Linked DNA regions of Mus musculus: region 2 is linked to region 1. A link is a contact called in public HiChIP or PLAC-seq data. All regions are on one chromosome and are shown on one strand. The core of a region is the stretch at or near the end of the contact, and the rest is flanking DNA. Distances in the headings are between cores, read along the strand shown.

Region 1 (2,599 bases), core at 56-2,555:
GTGGCTCACACCTTGGCTCTCCCTCTGCAGTGGCCTGCCCAGCTTGCTGGAGCTGACTCCTGGCATCAGATGGAATTCCTAGACATTTCACCTGCTCAGTGTCCCTTTCCAATCTGTAAAGTAAGGGCAGTGGGTCTCTAGTTTTAGTGCTTAATGTAAGGCTCGAATGTTATAGGGAATGTGTATTGGCCACCCAAATCATGTTGCCTTACACCCGTGTCCCCCGTGACCCTTTACTTTCTTCCCTAATGCCCACCCTCAACCCTGGCCCCACTTGCCTTTGGCTGTGACAGAAATGCCCATGGCAGCCTCGCGCAAGACGCTTCTCTTCTTCCACTTGCCCTCATCGATGTTGTACATTTCCACGACCTTCACAGGCAGTTGATTGGTGCCCACACCCCCGATCACCATAATCCGCTTTCCTAGGGCAGTGATCGCTACCCCGGCCCGGGCTGTGGGCAGGGAGGGCAGGGAGGTCCACTGGTCGGCCTCGGGGGAGTAGACCTCGAAGCAGTCCATAGGGACGCCATTGTCATCACATCCCCCGATGGCATAGACCTGCCCCCCAGTCTCCAGCAGTGAGCAATAGACCCGGCGGCTAGGCAGTGGAGCAAGGCGCTTCCACTGAAAGTCCTTGACATTGGGCACTTCCATGGCAGCCCGGGGGAGGGCCCTGCTCGAGCGCCCCCACAGCGTCCGGGCAAGGTCCAGCCCCGGGGCCCGCGGGCTACACGGCGCCGGTCGGCGCGTCCCCTCTCTCAGCCTCCATCTCGCGCTGCACGGGCTCCCTGCCGACGCCCGCTGGCTTCTCCGGGTCCCTTGGGTGTCAGCGGGGCAGCGACGTCCACGCCTGGCTCCGCGGAAAGAACCTGGCGAATCTAGGGCAGCAGGGCGCCGGCGGTAGCTCACCCTTGGTCAACTTTGCAGGATGCGCCCCGCCCCCGCCCGGTCCCCCGGAGCTCGGAGCCCACCCCACCGCGCGTGGGCGCCGCGCTCGCCCAGCACTAGCTCCCGGGCGGCGCCTACAGCCGCGCGAAGCTTTCACGGTCCGCCTGGCAGCCGCGGAGCGGAGGACAGCGCTCCCTGCCCTTCCCAGCCCGCACGCCGCCGTCACCCGCGCAGGAGAGCGGTCGCCAGAAGCCGAGCTCCGGCCGGAGGACGCGGGTTCCCCGCACCGCCTCCCCGCAGCTTCCACACCTGGGCAGGAGCCCACGCGCCCCGAGGCGGAGGCTGTGGCCTGTGCGTCAGCCCCGGGCGACCAGGGCGAGCGAGGGCAGGGCCTGCAGTGTCTACAGGGTCGGAGACAGCCGGAGCAGGAGCCGGGTGCCCAGATGACAGGCAGATCCTGCCAGCGTGGGGGCGGGCGTTTGCGAGTGTTTGTTTTGGGTGAGGAGGCGGAGAGGCCAATTACCCGGTTTGTCTACAGTACACAGACCCAGTTCGTGACAGGCTGGCTTTGTTTGGGGGGAGGTATGCTCACATGGTCTAACCTCAGAAGCCAGTTAGGAGGCACAGATGTGGCAGGGATCTGCCGATCTAACAATTCTCACTCGTGTGCATGTAATTCACACAGAATCTTCTTTCCCTCCTAAGTGGAGACGTCCACAAAGCCTCAAATAAAGTCACAGACAGGGAAACCACAGCTGAACACACCAATAGACAAGCTGGGAGGACCTCACCTTCCAAACCCTTGTGCATCTGTAGTGTGCAAACCTGATTAACAAATCCCGGCCCTTAGCAGCAACTGCAGGACTGGGTGGATGGTCTCTCAAACCACCCAGCAACAGACCCTTCAGAACTGTAGTACCCAGTAATTCAAGTACCCATGATATACCGGACCACCTAGCAGTGTCTCCCCAAGCCCACGGGGTCCTCCTCTCTGGCTTCCTTCCATTCAGAAAGGCTCAAGCTCGGGAACCTGACAGACTGCTGTTCAAATGTTTGCTCTGGAAAACTTAGCTTCAGTTTCTACTCTGAGTCTGTGAGTGAGTGTGTGTGTGTGTGTGTGTGTGTGTGCGCGCACACACACACACACATACACATACTCACGTGCTTATATGTTGGTATGCATTTCCTCTCACTGTTGGGGATGGATCTCAGAGATGTGCACACGCTAGGCACTAAACTTTTATTTGTGATAAACTATAGAGTCACATGTGGTTGTAAGAAAGGAGTATTCTTTATCCGGTTTTTCCCAGTATTAAAATCCCACCAAGCTATAGGACAATGCCATAAACAGAGTATATTTTCATTACAGGGCTCCCACGTCACCTTTTGATATCTGGTAGGAGGACTCTATGATCCCCAGCCCCTGACAGCCCATGTCTGAAGCCTTGTCATTTCAGCCACGTTGTACAAGGGGCTGGGAATGGAGCTCACTCCTGGAGTATCATTGTTGAAAGAATCAATAGCTCTCTCTCTCTCTCTCTCTCTCTCTCTCCCTCCCTTCACCCCCTCTTTGTTTTCCTCAGTATGCCTGGAACTCACAATCTCCCTGCTATAGCCTCCAATTCTCCTCCCCACCCCACCCCCCAGCTTCCCATTTATTGAGGAAGGGTCTCTCACAGAAATCCACCTGCCTTTGCCTCCTAAATGCTGG
Region 2 (2,599 bases), core at 71-2,570, 290 kb before region 1:
GAGTCAGGCTGGCGCCAGACCCTTTCTGTTCTCCTCTGTGGTCTCACCTATGCTGTTTTCTCTTCCCTCTCTCATCCTCTCTCCCTCTCTCTCTGGCCATCTTGGGTGCTGTGTCTGAAGCTACTCCAACTGCAGGTATTGTACCATCAACAGAGGTAATGGGCATGGCTCGGGGCAGTGCAAATGGAGCCCATGCTGGCCAGAGCCCAGCAAGAGGAAGTGGCGAGGGCTGAAAGCATGCTCCAGGTCACCCTTTCAGTGGAGAAGCCAAACTTGAAAGGAAGGTGTTTAGAGAGCATTGACTAGAGGATGTGAGCATGCTCTCTCCTTTCATATAATGCTTGTCCTTACGAAAGAGGCTGGCTCAGAAGTGGTCTCACATGTAGAACCCTCTGAAGCTGAGAGAAAACCTGTTGTGGCCACCTGAGCCTTGCTGGACCTGACATCTCTGATCATAGAGATGCTCTTAGAAGGTGTGCTATAGAGGGAACAGCTGGTTCCTGGCCCTGGTGACACCACAATCCCCCTGAAAGGGTGAACACACTGCATGCTGGCCTTTGCATGCTGCATGGGGGGACCCAGCGCCATTCCACCAGCTAGCGTATGTTCCATTCAGTGAGAATAAGCAAGCACGTCTCTGAGTGAGACCAGGGCTCCAGAGCCTGGAGCCTCAATGTGTGTCAGGGATTGATGGTCTTGACTCCAGGAACTCAGCTCCTCAGTATTTGGTATGGAGACAGACCCCCTCCTTTGGGGTCAGGAGCTGGCCAGGTGGGTCTGTGACAAAAGCCAACCTGCTAACAAGTTTCTCCTCCAGTCTTCATGCTGTTGGTTTGAGGGCCATCAAAGCTCTACCAAGGGCTGCCCTCAAGCCAGAGAAACTAGGCAAGGGCTGCCTGGGTTCCTTTCCTAGTCCTCTGAGCTTGGATTTTCCCACAAGTTAGGAGATGAGGGCATTCCAGGGTACACGAGAGCCTGCATAAAGAAACAAGTTTTGTTAAGACACACCTTTAGGTGAGAGAATCAAGAACCAGGCAGGAATCCGAGCTTGCTCTGTATTTCCTAGCTCACTTGGTTTGCTTCCTACCAACACCCGTTTATTTCCGCCCACTGCTTCCTACATTGATTCTGCTTCTGTTGCATACCCCCTTATGGTTTCATGTTTTGCCAGCCAGATCCGCCAGTATTAAGAAACTACCAGTCTTCCCTACCTCAGCCTCCTACCCAGTAACCAGGCCAGCCAGCTAGGCCAGTGCTTCCTCCCACCAGCCCTCTTCCAGGATGTGAGTCACAGAAGTTGTCCAAGGCCTGGGGACCACAGAGCAAACAATTCTTGCCATGCTAGAGGGAGGGTCACCCTGTCTTCCTGGCTCATGTGTGAGTCTCTTCCCCAGTGGAGACAACAGGTACTTGGGGTGAGTCCACTCAAAGCTCATTCATTGGTCAAGCATTTTTCCTGTCTCCTTCCTCATTGGGCACTCCAGACCCAGTGTAGAGGATCCAGCAGTAAGAAGTCTGCCGTGTTCAGAGGGCAGTCTGTGCAGCCCTCCTGTGAGCTGCAGTTGCAAGGAGACGTGTCATTCCAACTCCCCCTCCATGTCTTCCTTCCAATTTTAAACGATCTAAACTCAGCATGCTGTGCAGGATGGGCCCTGGGTCTTTGCTGTCAATCAAGTGTGTTTTCCAGGCACCAACTTCCACATGACACACGGGAAGGGCAGATTGTACTTTTGGGTAACTGAGACATGCCAGTTATATCAGATGTTGTCAGCTTTGCGTGCACAACACCTTCTGGGGCCAGTAGAGCTTGGGTCTATTCAAAGGGAGTGGTGTCCAGCCCTCCACCCTCTTCCTTCTCATCCTCACCAAACCTCGTCACTTCCCCCCAAATTGATCAGTTCTTCTATCGCCCGGCGAAAATAATCCCTCTCATCCACCTGTATCTTCAGTCTGCTAGGATTGCTACCCATCTGTCTAACAGTCTGTGACTTGGCTGGGGTAGTCTTCGTGCCATGTGGACGATCTTGGACCGAACATTCCATCTTGGAATGCCTGGAAGCTGTTCTTGTCTTTGACTCAGCTCAGAGCTGTGAAGGTTGGGTGGGTTGCTGATAGAAGAAGCTCTGTGGCGGGTTTAGGACAACGTGAAAATGAACAAGATGTGTCGTCTCTCCATCTCTACACGATACTCCCCCAAACGCTCAAGTCCTTAATTGTGTGTCTTTCTTGGGGACTAAGACAGTCTATAGGGTTAGCCTTCCCTATATTGGCAGACTCTCAGCTTCCAGATCTAGGCTTCCCTAAACCATCTTTGGTACTGGACATTCATGGCTCTCTCTAGGTTGCTGGCCAGCTGTTGATTGCCAATCAGTACCAGCCAGGGCTTTTCCCACACTCATAGTTCCTGTGTGGCTACAACTTCTAACCCAGGAATATATCTACCTAACCTGTGACCCCCTCTGTTAATGCCAGCCCCTCTTCAGGGCTCATCAGTCTTCCATCCTCTCCCTAACTCAGTCCCAGGTTGAAATGCTCTGACAGGCCTGAGCAATACATAGTTCCCTTGTGAAAAGCTCATGCCCTTCCTGCCTGCCCGTCA

Evidence for each region. HiChIP or PLAC-seq counts read pairs in DNA pulled down with a chosen protein or histone mark.
Region 2: a contact with region 1 is called in a FOXA1 HiChIP or PLAC-seq map of pancreatic cancer cells. The contact joins the enhancer-like site here to the promoter of Klhdc8a in region 1. A contact is called at or near these places in 2 of 39 promoter capture datasets (liver and pre-B cells), 5 of 484 Hi-C or Micro-C datasets (the Ba/F3 cell line, the G1E-ER4 cell line, liver and 2 more) and 1 of 115 datasets of contacts at active chromatin or transcription factors (pancreatic cancer cells).

What each region holds. Positions count from the first base shown.
Region 1 is chr1:132,297,332-132,299,930 of GRCm38.p6, reverse strand. Klhdc8a (kelch domain containing 8A) reads right to left here and starts at 1,305. Exons shown (of 5, transcript NM_144810.5): 1 at 279-1,305. The coding sequence starts at 654. It overlaps Gm51645 (a long non-coding RNA gene), which reads right to left. Exons shown (of 4, transcript XR_003947998.1): 4 at 2,550-2,599.
Region 2 is chr1:132,590,887-132,593,485 of GRCm38.p6, reverse strand. Nfasc (neurofascin) reads left to right here. Exons shown (of 30, transcript NM_182716.4): 24 at 121-135. Among named protein-coding and RNA genes, the nearest start is that of Gm51646, 44 kb to the right of the region's middle. Within about 2 kb of position 1,320, at least 18 of the 459 cell types and tissues checked have an H3K27ac peak or open chromatin away from gene starts, as enhancers often do. A contact at or near this core is called in pancreatic cancer cells, where this site is marked.